Regions from separate parts of the Mus musculus genome. Here region 2 is linked to region 1. The links are chromatin contacts, called in public Hi-C maps. All regions are on one chromosome and are shown on one strand. The core of a region is the stretch at or near the end of the contact, and the rest is flanking DNA. Distances in the headings are between cores, read along the strand shown.

What was found. Hi-C and Micro-C count contacts between places; a contact is called where the count stands out from the background.
Region 2: a Hi-C map of group 2 innate lymphoid cells shows a contact between it and region 1, with 2.9 times the contacts expected there. The contact joins two enhancer-like sites. A contact is called at or near these places in 1 of 39 promoter capture datasets (macrophages), 13 of 484 Hi-C or Micro-C datasets (the G1E-ER4 cell line, the MNK3 cell line, cumulus cells and 9 more), 3 of 115 datasets of contacts at active chromatin or transcription factors (a beta-TC-6 cell line and embryonic stem cells) and 4 of 9 other capture datasets (adipose tissue, embryonic stem cells, liver and 1 more).

The regions. Positions count from the first base shown.
Region 1 is chr3:58,590,787-58,598,207 of GRCm38.p6, reverse strand. Selenot (selenoprotein T) reads right to left here. Exons shown (of 6, transcript NM_001040396.3): 6 at 4,664-7,421. Among named protein-coding and RNA genes, the nearest start is that of Selenot, 18 kb to the right of the region's middle. Within about 2 kb of position 4,412, at least 13 of the 459 cell types and tissues checked have an H3K27ac peak or open chromatin away from gene starts, as enhancers often do. A contact at or near this core is called in group 2 innate lymphoid cells, where this site is marked.
Region 2 is chr3:58,641,867-58,648,696 of GRCm38.p6, reverse strand. No RefSeq gene overlaps it. Among named protein-coding and RNA genes, the nearest start is that of Erich6, 8.1 kb to the right of the region's middle. Within about 2 kb of position 5,181, at least 3 of the 459 cell types and tissues checked have an H3K27ac peak or open chromatin away from gene starts, as enhancers often do. A contact at or near this core is called in group 2 innate lymphoid cells, where this site is marked.

The DNA of each region.
Region 1 (7,421 bases), core at 3,163-5,662:
ATTTCCTGAGGTCTTGCTCTTAGCAGCTTGAGAATGATAAACAAAAAACCTGTAATTGTTTTCTATTCTCTCTTAGGAGTTGCTAAGACACAGAGTCCACCAGATGAAGGCCCAAGGGAGTGTCTGTAGCAACTTGTCCTTAAAGCTCCAACCCTTTCTTAACCAAGCACTCAACTGCTGACTTCATCGAGTGCTTCGTAGTCCTCAATTGGATTAAACTGGTGTTTGACTTGAGCAGCTCATAACTAGAAAGCCATAGACTTTATTAAAGAAACCTAACACCATCTAAGAATGTGGCTAGGTGGAGGCAGAGTCAAATGAGGACAGGCTAGGCTTAGTGGCACACATCTTTAAGTTTAGTACTTGGAAGGCAGACCCAGGCAGATCTCTCTGAGTTCCAGGTCTACCACTGAATATAAAATACAGCCCTATTTCACAACCACACACACACACACACACACACACACACACACAAAACCATAAATAGATGGATAGATCAGTAGATAGATAAGAGTACTGTATATCCAGTAATAAACAGAAAATATAGGGAGCAAAAGGTGTAGTTTGATTGGTATATGTGCTCAGTATACACGGAGCTAGGTTCAATCTCACCCAACAAAAATAAGACAGTAGTACCACCACACATGGACCTGCTATGCACTCCTTATCTACTCTACAGGCCTGAGGAGGGATTCATGGACGGTGGGGGGGGGGGGGGGGCAGCACAGCAAGGAGTTCCAACAGTCCCAGCTGAGTCCCTGAGTCAGTCCTACAAGACTGTTTAGTTACATGAACTATGACTCCTTTTCTTTCTGATGGATATAAAATAGTTCATATTAGGGTTCCCAAGCAATTCAGAGTTCTAGTATGTATAATTAAGAATGTGTGCATTCTTCTGTACTCAGAACTGTGAGAATTTTAAGATTTTTAATATAAAAACCAAGGTCAGCCATCACTATATCACGTAATGTAGACATGTTGCTATCTACTTTTCTAAGAAAATCTAGCAATTCAAACCAGTTAAGTTATAACCAACGAACGTTTCCTTTTTACTAGGTACATAGAAACTCCCAACTCCCCAAACTCCAAAGACAATCCAAATAGCCAGGAATGAGCTCACCCTGGACAACAGAATGACTGGCAGTAAGATAAAAGCCAGCATTCCTCAGGACCTCCAGAAGTTAGCTCCCCTAGCCAGGCATGGTGGTGTACACCTTTAATCCCAGCACTTGGGAGGCAGAGGCAGGCGGATTTCTGCTTCGAGGCCAGCCTAGTCTACAAAGTGAGTTCCAGGTCTACAAAGTAACAGCCAGGGCTACACAGAGAAACCCTGTCTCGAAAAACCAAAAAGGCAGCTAGCTCCCCTCAACCAAAAAGATTAAGTTCCCTTACCTTTGGCAGAAGAAACATATGGCTACCTGTAGCACCTGTCAGGAGCCATCTAGGAAAGGCTAAGGCTAGCAGATGATTTTCCTAAGTTGGTTTCCCATGAACTTCAATGAATAAGCGTTTAGAGCTAAGGACCAAAAAAGCATAATTTTATGTTTGTGAGTACACTGTAGCTGTCTTCAGACAAATCAGAAAAGGACATCAGATTCTATTACAGATGGTTGTGAGCCACCATGTGTTGCTGGGAATTGAACTCAGGACCTCTGGAAGTATAGTCAGTGCTCTTAACCACTGAGCCATCTCTCTAGCCCCTCAGGATTGATTCCTGCTATTGGTATGCCTTCCCTGTCATTATTAAATTAATATTAACAATCCCTGGGCATTAGCCCACCTATTGGGCAGATTTTCTGCAGATCAATGCAGATGTATTGCCTTACAATAATGATATATAAACAAATAGATTCAATTCTTAAGATTCTTTAAGAATTCCTAAATTTATACTAATAATTATTAAGCCCTTTATAAAAAGGTCTCCTATTAGGATCCTCTGTAGTATGAATACTGCAATTAGGATTCTGCAAGTCTTTATGTGTCATGGGCTAACTACACTAAATAGAAAGCAGATTCACAATTTAGAATACATTCCTTTAGACAGTAAAACCATTAACTAAAGGCCATCAACTGGAAATGAACAGATTTTTGTAAGTGTCAAGGACAGAAGGTGAAATATTGACTGAGTTTATCTATATAAAACTTAAGTGCTAACTTAAGTTTTAGACTCTCAATGAGCCAACCTGTGGAGCATGTGACAGATTATGTCTAGTTAGATGACTAGTATTAACGGAAACACATGTAAACATGTTATAGCTCCTTATTCAATTTATGATTTGAACTTGTTTGAACTTCTTGTGAATGTTTAAAAAAGAAAGTGGATGCTTGGAATATCCTGTGATCTATTCTCCTAAGACAGTCAGGATAGAGGCATCAGAGATGAGGAGCTGAGCAGAGGAGGAAAGACAAAGAGAGTAGAATTAAGAAGGCAGGAAAATTGAAGAGGAGAGGAAAAGCAAAGCAGAAGCAGAGACAGAACAGAGCAGAATTTAAAAAAAAAAAAAAAAAAGAGCTGACTGAGGAGAGAGAAGTGGGGCAGGATAGAGCACAGAACAGAGAATACAAGCAGAGGAGCACGCAGGTTGCTTCTTTCTCTTTAACAGCAGGTCTCTTCTCACTGATGAGGACAAGGGTTTCATACTCAATAGAAAAGTAGATGCTTTTTTTCTCTATGCAATAAAGGTTAAAGCTTAGTTTTCATCCAGAATGAGAGAGTTCTGTTTGCATTGGCACTTGCTCAATGAAACTGCTCATGAAAGCTTTTGCTCCATCCATCAAAAAAATATATACACATGTTAAGTATAGGTGTAAGTATATAAGTTGATGAGACGAGTGGACAGGCCCAACAGGAATGTATGAGGGTGTATGAGTATGTGTGTATGAATGTACATGTTTATGCAATATTTGCTTGTGTAGAAGTTTTTCTTTATGCGAGTTTGACTCTCTTCTCCTGGTTCAATAGAAGTTAATTGCTCCAAACCTCCCTCTTGCCTGGTCAGCAAGAAGGGCTTCTGGGCGAGAGAAAGGAGAACTAGCAATTAATCCTTTACTTAATCTGTAGATTTTTTTTTTCAAACTATTTTTTAAAAGATTTATTTAATGCATATGAGTACACTGTAGCTGCCTTCAGACACACCTGAAGAGGACATCAGATTCATTACAAATGATTGTCAGCCAACACGTGGTTGCTAGGAATTGAACTCAGGACCTCTGGAAGAGCAGTCAGTGCTCTTAACTGCTGAGCCATGGATCCAGCCCATACCCCCACTGTTTAACAATACGGTGTTAACTTACCTGAAGCCATTGGCTTCTGGCCTCAGAGCAACTTAAGAGCCAGGACAGAGGACAGGACAGTATATTAAGCAACTTATACTCTCACAAGACCAAGTTTCTTCCCCCACCCCACCCCCTCCCCCCAAAGCTCCGCCAAATCCGCCGCCTGCCTCCCAGCACCCAGTATATCAAAGCATGAAGTTTGAGCTACCTTCCTCACCTCCTTCTCACCCTAACTCTCTGCAGCTCCCCTAACTACTCATTCTAATACCCTGGGCTTCTCACTGTGCTCTCCCCTCCCCCACCCCCTCTGCTTTTCTCACGTCTTCTCTATTCTCTATCCCTTGATATTCTCCCCACTATGGAAGATAGCCCTGGCTATCTATGTTCAGTCTACTTACCTCTTTCTGCTCTAGACTACTCCAGATGCCTCTGGCTGCTCTCTTTTTTGTATCTATAATAAAAACCTTCCCCTTGACTATACCATGGAGCAGTCATGTTGACAGTTTATACACTTTTAAAATGAATCCATCAAAAAAGATTCCTATTTTTAATCTTTCAAATATTAGTGTTTCTAATTTTATTTTATTTTATTTTATTTTGGGGGGGGGGTTTGAGACAGGGTTTCTCTGTATAGCCCTGGCTGTCCTGGAACTCACTTTGTAGACAGGGCTGGCCTCGAACTCAGAAATTCGCCTGCCTCTGCCTCCCAAGAGTGCTAGGACTAAAGGCGTGCGCCACCACACCCAGCATTCGAATTTTAATTTTAATATTCTTTCAAAAACTAGTTTCAAATGTTATTTCCATAGGAAAGGATATGCTGCAGTCACAAAATACCAACTGGGGCAACCCTTTTAAGAAACATCACCTCTCCTGTCATTCTTTATTTGAGTTACTATTTTACCAAATGACTTAAGTGTTTCTGGGAAAGAAAAAAACAAAAGGAAGCAAATTTTCCAGTTTTTTTTCTGGGCTGAATTATGACCTTGGAGTACAATGCTGCTCAGAGTAGCTTGGACAGATAATCAACGGTATCTTGAATCTTACCAAGAAATGCAAATTATTGGGCTCAGTTTCAGAATCTCCAGAGATAAGCAGCTGGCCTCTGTCCTGGTAATGTTTATGCAGAAACTGAAAGGGCAGTCTGGGGAAGACACCGCAGGCACCGCGGTTAACAAAAGCAAAGCACCCTGCTAGCTTTGGTACAGAAGGCAAGGCTTTCAGTCTTCATTCTACATCTGAAACTACTTGTGTTTTTCTCTGAGATAGTTTCAAAGCTGGATCTGGCTGTTCATTCTGTTACGTAAATATTTACTGATTTCCACTTTTCTCAAAGAGGTGGAAGAGACAGGGAATCTCCCATTTCTGGGAAAGTTAAGTATTGGCTTAATTAAAAACCAAGTGATCTTTATTTTCTTCTAGAATTAATTACTTGCTGGTCAAGACAAGAAAAGTGGTCGTTTTCTCTTTAGATTTGGGTGTGTTAATACATACATTTCTCAGGAAAACTTAAGATGGGACAACGTATGTTATTCCTTTATGTTCCAGACAAGAATAAATCACAACACTGTCAATGGCTCAGTACTGTACCTGCAAATTATAAAGCTTAGGAAAACAACTTTAAGTTCTAAAACAGGTAAGATTTAGAGTCAGAAATAGGTGTTAAACAAACTGGTTGGCTTAAGATGCCCGAGAAAGCAAACACCATTCACTGGATGACAGCCTTTACAGTGCAGAATCCCCTCAACACATCTGCTACATAAAGTACACTAGGACAGAATCATTTTCACAAAGCAGGGTTCCTTTCACATTGGCTTATTTATTTCACAATGCCACAAAGAAGTCCCAAATCTTTACAATTCTTTACTTGCTTCTCATTTTTTAAAAAAGAAAAGCCCTAAATATCAAATCATGTTTTAAAAAATTTTAACTGAATTATTTAAGTTATGACAATGATAGAATGTGCCAGTCAGTCAAACTTCCAAACTACTAAAGCTCTGAAGTAAGAATGAACCATGACTGGAGCTCACCGCATTGCACAGCTGTTCAGGCTGAGCAGCTGTCACGAATGCGAGTGCACAGCCACTGCCACTCACACACTGAGAGCACGTGTTCTCTACATCTGACACGCTGAGGTAAAAGCCAGGTTTTACCAACTTTTTAATTAATGCAAAAAACCTTCCACAATAGCAACTGTGTTGAAAACACCAGTAAAATTAGCCAGCCTGCTGATACGTTGCGATCTTCTGATTAATGGAGCACAGACATTTTGTAACTATACAATTTATAAGCAACTAATAAACTTTGAAATGTTAGTAATATAATAAAGTTATAAATAGTTTACCATCTCCTTTCCCTTATATATTTTTATATTCATGCATCTCATTTATCTGTCTAGTAGACTATTAAATTCTGGATTTAAATATGACTAAGCATAAAATAAAACAGAGATGAGTGTGAATGTCTAAGCCAGTAAAAGCTATTAACTTGGAAACAAATTCAACCTAAGGCATACATGGAGAAAGTTAGATTTGACATTGTCCTTCATAGTTTGACCTGTCAAGTACACATGAACATCCATGGCTCAAATTATGAATGTCTATGTGCCATAAAGCTAACTGCATCACAAATGGAATGCCTATTACTTGAAGAAAGGCCCCTCCGATGTTAAACTTTGCAAGATGTGGAGTCTGAAGTGGTAGGCAACCATATTAGCAAGGTTTTAAGATCTAGTCAATATATACATATATATGGAACTTTCCGTTTAAATTACAATGTCTATTACCAAAAGAACCTAGGCTAGCAGTGCTATGATACTAGTCAAAAGGGTAACATTCCATCACTAGACTATCTTCCTGCTATCTGAAGATCACAGTAGATTCCACTTTAGGCTGTAAGAGGCATTGCCTGAATGCACTCAGTGTGTGTCCAGTAGTCAAGCTGCTCTCAACATCTAAGAGTCAGGTGGCATCAACATCAAGTCTCCCATTGCAGTTCCTTCCCTCAGCTCATAACTTCCACTCACAAGTCCAGGATTACATTTGGCTCTTCCACTTAATCCCTTTCTGTTGCCACAGCTGCTATGTAACTGCTATTCAAAATTATGCTCTATTTCTGAGAAATCATTCTTATTGTCTTTATCAACTCTAAATTTCTCTTTAGAACTCTGGAACAATATGAAAACATTAAAAATATTTTTAATTTTGTCTTTCAAATACAATAAAATTCTGATATATGATGTTAAGATAATTCAATTACTAGACAAATGATCTCTGTTTACATAATACACTTTGTAAAGAGGTTTCGCTGAATTTTTCTTTAGTGAGGTGAGTTTCAACCGTTCTAAAAACAGTAAATTAGCTCATTACTTATGTGTGAATCTAAAGTATGTTCTTTATGAGATTATCTGTAAGTCAAAAACAAAAAACTTAGGCAGATGGTTGTTAAAAATAATGCTAAGAGAGGCACTGAGCAGTAAACTTTCATTTAACTTAACATCTGCTCAGTTTAAATTAGTTTAGTATAAAGGGCCCATTAATTAATTCATTAGATTGGTCACGGCAAGACATTTGAACTACACAATAGGATTTTTAAAGTAGTTGGTTTTGCTGTTCTTGATAATCTTCCCCCACCCCACCCCACCCCCCCCCTCTCTCTCTCACACACACACACACACACACACACACACACACACACACACAGAGTAGAGTATTCTGGATATTGGATTTCCTCTCCATAATCCTGTATAATTTACTGTTCACAATCTGCAATGTTTTCAAAACTATGTATTAACCATGGCCAATTAGAGCTATCCGAGAACCTCTTAAAAATTATTTGGGAACTTCAGGTGTTGCCCCAAGAAAACTGATGTTTGACTATTTAAAAAAAAAATGAAAATTCATATAAAAACACAACCGACTTAACACACATGTTGAAAAAAACTCAAGTTATAACTCAATGCTGTGCTTTCTCACACATGACCAAGAAAAGAATTACAAGTAGTAATGCTGTGTCAAGAAGAAACTATGACCAGTGGGCTGGGGAAGCTACACAGGATCACTGCACTACATGTATGTGCAGAATTCAGCATGGGCCAGCATGGAAAACTGTCTTGCACTGAGGTTTTCCAAGAGGTACAACGAGCCTGC
Region 2 (6,830 bases), core at 3,932-6,431, 50 kb before region 1:
GGAGCTCTGTGTAGCTTTGCAGAATATCCCAATGGAATCCGCAAAGGGGTGAACCTGGGCATTTAGCAAACCAAAAGTGATGCCCCTTTCATTAGTTACTTTTCTGTTGCTGTGATAAAAACAACATGACCAAGGCAGCTTATAGAAAGAAGGTGTCTTAATTGGGGTTTCTATTGCTGTAAAGAGACACCATGACCATGGCAACCCTTATAAAGAAACACATTTAATTGGGGCTGTCTTACAACTCAGAGTCCATTATTGTCATGGCAGGAAGCATGGCAGCATACAGGCAGACATGGTGCTGGAGAGAGGGCTGAGAGTTCTATATTCAGAACTACAGGCAGCAGGAAGAGACTAAAACAGGAGGCTTTGTTTGTGCTTCTGAAGCCTCAAAGCCCGCTTCCACCAGTATAACTCCTCCAACAAGACCACACCTACTTCTACAAGACCATTACCTTCCAAAAGTGACAGTCCCTATGAGACTATTTTCATTCAAACTACCACAGAAGGGAAATCTAGATCCAGAGAGGTGCACCTGTGCTTTTTATCTGAGATATATATATGGATTTTTAAAATGGCAACTGAGGATCTATTCAAAATCTCTTATAGTTTTGAATGGGCTTAGAAGAGAAAACGAGAGTGAATTTCAATCAAGAGTGGGAAAGTGGGCTGGTGGCCCCACCATCACTCCAATGGAGAGCCTCCTGGGCTTTAAGCCCATATTTCTATAGAAATAGTTGAAGCTTTGCTTTAGCTTCAAATCACAGCTATCACCAAAACAGACCTGGGTGATTGTATATTATTTCTCATTATAAATATACCCACATGCCTTCCTAAGCAGGTATAATTCTCTCCAAAGGAAGATTATGTAATCCCCAACCTCAAATTGCTACCAGAAGGAGGAAAAGCAGCTAAAGTTTTCCTGCAGTGTGGCCTGACAAGTCTGGAGACAGGCAAGGCTGCTACTTGGGTGCAGCTAGTCTGCCCAGAAATGAAAGTTGAAGATAGTTTGGAGTGGATCAAACTTAGAAAACTTATTGATTAAGCAGAAAGACAAGACCTACATGTAGAAAGCCATGTCTGGATGTTAGAAGACCATGAATTGACTGTCCCAGTGGGAGCAAGCTGCATGCTTTGGGGCTTTAATGGTATCTGAACTAAATTGAGATATTAGGAAAAGTGTTTTTCTTATTCTGTTTAAGCCTTGAAGAAAGACTTTTATGCACATTGTGCAGGTCTCTGGGTGGAGAAGGGAGTCCCAGTGGACATAAATCACTCAAAGGGGTTTAGTCATAAATAGGTAACCAGTAGGTTAGACAAAAGTTATAGTTTACGAATCATTAACAGCCTCACTTGGGAAGTTTGTCTGAATGGGGCATACAGTTCTTTTGAAGACAACCTTGTCAGTTATGTCAAAATTCCTGGGCACCAACCAGGAAGAGGTGGAAATCAGACAAGGAGAGGGGAGAGGACCGTTTCCTTTCAGGTGTTCCTTCTGACTCTTAACTATGCTGCCCTGAAATGGTCGTGTTTTTTTTTTTTTTCAATAACATCTGTTGTGTAAGACAAATAATCAAGTGTGCAAAGAAGTACAGCTATGTGAACAAAAACAAGCAAAAAACAGACAACAGGAAGAGATCTAGATGATTCTAGACATTGGAGCTACCAGACACAGACCTAAGGTCTATTGCTACAGAGCCAACTTGCCCAAATTTTTGTTTTCAAACAAGACATTAATTGATCTAAACAAGACAACTGATTAACTGGTATACAACTCTTCTGTTGTTAAGCTCAGCGGTTCTGATGATCAGCTGGCTCATCCCTATGGCTAGCTGGTGGGCACTGAGCATCTGTCTCCTTTACATTCAACTGGGTGGCACACTGTTCAGTTGAAGGACCCTCAGTTGCAATAGTTTGTCTCTGCTCCACATGAATTCATCCCCCAGGGATCAGTCCCCGCTCTGGCACCTGGTATTTTATGGGTAAGCCTCCCTTTGCATAGGTGCTGGCCAGCTTCTGTTTGTGATTTGCTAATGGACTTTCACCAGCAGAGAAGTGGGGGCAGGAGAGACAAAGTTCTATCACAAAGGAGTGTGCCAAAGGGAGGAGGGACTTTTGTGACCATCCATTCCATGCAACAGACTTCCCAAGGGCTTGTACAGAGCACCTGGAAACCTCTAGGGGTGTCTCTTAGAAATTCTATCTGGTTAGAATGCCAGGTAGCTCCAGACACAGCACACCCTATTTAAAAGGGAGAACTGCTCCCAGCGGTATCAAACCATGGAGGGAAGATGACTGGAATTCCAGAACCATGAGACAGCGGACTGACTCAGCCTGGCCTAGTCTAGTCAGCCAAGGAAGCTGCAATGAGAAAAGGAAAGGTAAACTGCTATAACCTGGCGAGCACAGTGCTCACTTACCAACCAGGGGAATGGGAGTCATCTATGTGGAAGTCTCAGAATGGCAGCCTATGTGGATAGCTTTGCACTGGCGAGGCATATATGTGTGTGTGTGTGTGTGTGTGTGTGTGTGTGTGTGTGTGTATGTGTGTGTGTATGTATATATATATGTGTGTGTGTATGTGTGTGTGTATGTATATATATGTGTGTGTGTATGTGTGTGTGTGTGTGTGTGTGTATGTGTGTGTGTATGTATATATATATGTGTGTGTATGTGTGTGTGTGTATGTATATATATGTGTGTGTGTATGTGTGTGTGTGTGTGTATGTGTGTGTGTATGTATATATATATGTGTGTGTGTGTATGTGTGTGTGTGTATGTATATATATGTGTGTGTGTATGTGTGTGTGTGTGTGTGTGTGTGTGTATGTGTGTGTGTATGTATATATATATGTGTGTGTATGTGTGTGTGTGTATGTATATATATGTGTATGTGTGTGTGTGTGTGTGTGTATAATGGGGCAGTGAAAATGTGAACACCACCTCCCATACTTCTGAAACACAGTTATTGTGCTGCAGGCTTTAGCTTCATCATTCAACTCACCTTAAGAAATAACACAAGATTGTAACATTCCAACATGCTACCTTTGAGGCCAGGGCGCCTGTTACACTATAAGTATATAGGTGTATGCATGTGTGTGTGTGTGTGTGCACGCGCACAGACTCCTTGTCGTTCTCAGCAACCCTCCAATAACCCCTGCTCCCAACTCTGTTCCCAACTCTCTGACCCAGTGATGCCTGGATGTCTGGGAGTCAGAGAACCCCAGGTTTGGTCTCCCACATTCTAGGCTGTGCTTTTCTATCCACTGAGTGGTGTATCGGCGCTTCGCTGGAGCCCAGCACCCAACAGCATCAGCACAGGGTGAAAGCAGTCCAAGTACCCTGGTGTTTCCCACACCCCAGCTGTGGGGCAGAACGTGAACCCAACAGAGCACCATAAAATAAGGGCTTCAAGAATTTTTTTTTCTCCCAGTGCTAGAAGCTAAGAATCCATGACTGAGGGGTTTCAAATAAGAGACAATCCTATCAGATCAGAGCCCTATAATTAAGATATCATTTAATACCAACCATTTCCTCAGAAGTAATAAAGCCACATTAGGAGTTAGGACTGTGTGTGAAAACCTAGAACAACCCCCTAGTAAACACGAGGTCTTCAATTTCTAGTTTTGGTTGTCTCCAGACTCACAGTGAGCAGACAACAGGATGGCGACTGTACATGCAGGTGTCTTGTTAAACAACCTCCCTGTAATAAGAAACATAAGTAATAGGGTAGAGGAAAGAGGTTTAATGGCTGTAGGTGATGAGTACCTGAGAGTATTCATAGATGAGAAGAAAGTAGCGGTGTGGTCGCAAGCTCTTTCCCAGTGAACTCTGTCATGTTGTCCACCCATGGTCCCAAGTGTCCTGAGAATGAACAATTTAGTGAAGGACTGGAGACTCTTTATGTGTCAGGGGAATGTTATGAGACTTTAGGGCACAGCACCTATGGAGAGTATAATATGAACGGGTTTTTATTGTTTCCTGGCTATACCTTTTATTTTCATTCTTTTTATGTAAATGATTCAGATTTACTTTCTGGAGACAGAGCCTCACTTTGTAAGTGAAGCTGGTATTGAACTTGCAACCCTCCCCCCTCATTCTTCTGAGTGCTGGGATTACAGATATGTATGCCACCGCAGCTTAATCCCATTCTTTGTTCTAACTGTTGATAGTGCAGGTCCTGGCTTCCAAGGGTAGTATGCTGAAGTCTTATAGTCTTGTGTTATTTCTCAGGGTGAGCATAATGAGGAGGCCAAAGCCAGCAGCACAGTGAGTGTGTTTCAGGAGTATGGAGGTGCTCACATCCTCACTGCCCCATTATTGATGTGCATGCATGAATGGGCCATGTTCCTCAAGCCTTTTATCTAGTTCTGTGTTCAGCTGCTATGGAGGTCTTGTCTTCTTAAAGTCAGGTATTCAATCTTAAATAGCCTGATAATCCTCCTGATGTGTGCTTCTCCATCTCTGCCTTGCCCACCTAACACCTATTTATCTTTTATGATTTCCAGGATGCGTCCCCAATACCAATTTTTGCTGTTCTTCCTGTCAGAGAGCACAGATCATCTGTAGTGTCTGCTTGAGTGTTTGTATGTTTGTGCTTGCTATGTTGTTGCTATGTTGTGAGAGCCACAAAGATAGGAAGTGAAGATATCTCACTCTCTTGCCTATGTTAATGACCCTGGGGGTAGGCACCTCATCAAATCAGATAGATCAGCAAGATTAAATGGTGTTTTTAGGTCAAACTTAGCATGACCCCATATTTCATAGCCAAAGCCCGTGAACTAGTTGCAGCATAGGAACTAGAATTTAAGTCCCTTGGTTTCCATGGTCACGCTATCTTCACAAAACCACAAAGATTCTGTGTGTCCTTGGACTATTTATGATTAATCCAGAAGATCTTTTTAAACTGTAACTTACATATCTAGAGATATATACAATGTATGGGTTCATAACTTGACAAATTTTATACATGTTAAGGCAAGTTCTAATGATATATAATGATTATACGTGCACATGCTTGCATGTGCACACACACACAGGAACACACGTGTTCCAGGCCAGGAATCTGGTAGGGAACGGGAGCCACCTACTGTCTCAGGTGGGTGCCTGGGTGCCAGGGACTCTAAAGCCACCCAACCTACCAACTTTTCTGGCACAGTCCACTGTCTCACAATGCTCTGTGAGAAGACAACAGTGAGCCAGCTTGGTATTCAAACTGTCCCCACCCACTGGGTGGTTCTTCTCATTCTATCCTTACAAGTCTGCAATGAATCTTAAAGTGGCTAAGGTCGGGGGTCAGCAGGACAGGATAGGGGTACTCTAGAGGAGACATTAAAAAACAAAATAAAAGAGCGTGATACGGTGAAGCCTCAGGGGGCTCCCATGAGGGGATGTTTGAGTTTAGGTCTAAGTGAGGATGTTCCAGCTGTTCAAAGTACTGAGGGATGATGGGCCAGCATAGGAACCCCTGCAATGAACATGAGCTTGGTACACTGGCTTTCTGTGACTGCTTTTAACAAGTTGCCACACATAAAACATTAAGGGCAAACCTAGTGTCTTACAGTAGCACACAGTAGTTATCTCACAGATAGAGCTAATGATGTGTCTCCTGCTTCACCCCATTCCAGAATATAGGATTCAAGAAGTGAATAGCTTCGTCCATCTAGCTCCCTGTTGTATTCTCTGAGTCTGAAGAACAGAACTGAATACTTGTTGACTAATTCTCTAACCAAATGCAAAGCATGATGAAATAAATTGTGGCACTTGTACATGACATAAAGATTAATATGAGTGTACTTATAAGGTCACACTAAGCAAGAAGGGGCAAGATATATACACTACATATAAATATAAGGAGAAAGATGACAGGAAGAAAATATCTGCATATGTTAGTATTGGCTTCAGGACAGCTGTGGGTGGGTTTCTTTTTTTGGTTTCCACCCCCTTTAATGCATTACCAATTTTTTTTTTTTTTTGTAACGAGCATCTCTTCCCTTTATAATAGCCAAAGCTCTGGATTGCACATAGTCCAAGCAGATGATATCAGGTGATGGCTAACCCCCAGCTGAGTATGGCTTCCCCCTCAGGAGTCTCACCAAGCTCCAAGATGGTTTCTGTTACGATAGCTATCTCTCAAGTCTTCTGGCCCTCTCCCCTCCCTGGAGCCTCCCTTCTTATGACAGGGAAGTTATATTGAAACTCTATATTATCAAAAGAAGTCTCCGTTGCATGTCATTAATAGCACGCCCACACTGTTGATGGAATGTTTGTTCTGAGTTACCTTCCCTCTCTCCCAGCCCATATGCCCATATGCCCTTGGAAATCAGCAGAAACTAAATTCTGCATTTTGGGAAGTGCGAGTGCCTGATCCCAGGCATCCAGAGACGGAAGAAATAATCCAAGTCTCAGAAATGAGGCTGATCATCTGACCAGAGGACAATTTCCAGCTCCAGAATGACTGAGTGACTTTATTCCCTCCTCCCTCCTCCCTCCTCCCTCCTCCCTCCTCCCTCCTCCCTCCTCCCTCCTCCCTCCTCCCTCCTCCCTCTTCCCTGTGAAGCCTAATAGCTACAAGAAAGATCTTCAGGATAGCAATCCACCATCTTCTCATATTGCCAGTTCTCCATGTCTAGCAAGCACAGTTCTGGAGTTGATCAATTACTTGCTTCTCAACTCATTTGCTTTCTGTTCTTGCATCTACGTCTTGTCTTTAGTTCTGACGTCAAGCCCAGATGCATTACCCCTGTGGCCTCAACTCTTTGGACCTGAAAGCCTAATTAACTCTGTTTGTCATCTTTAGGCTGTCTTTGCAGTAACAAAGAAATAGATGC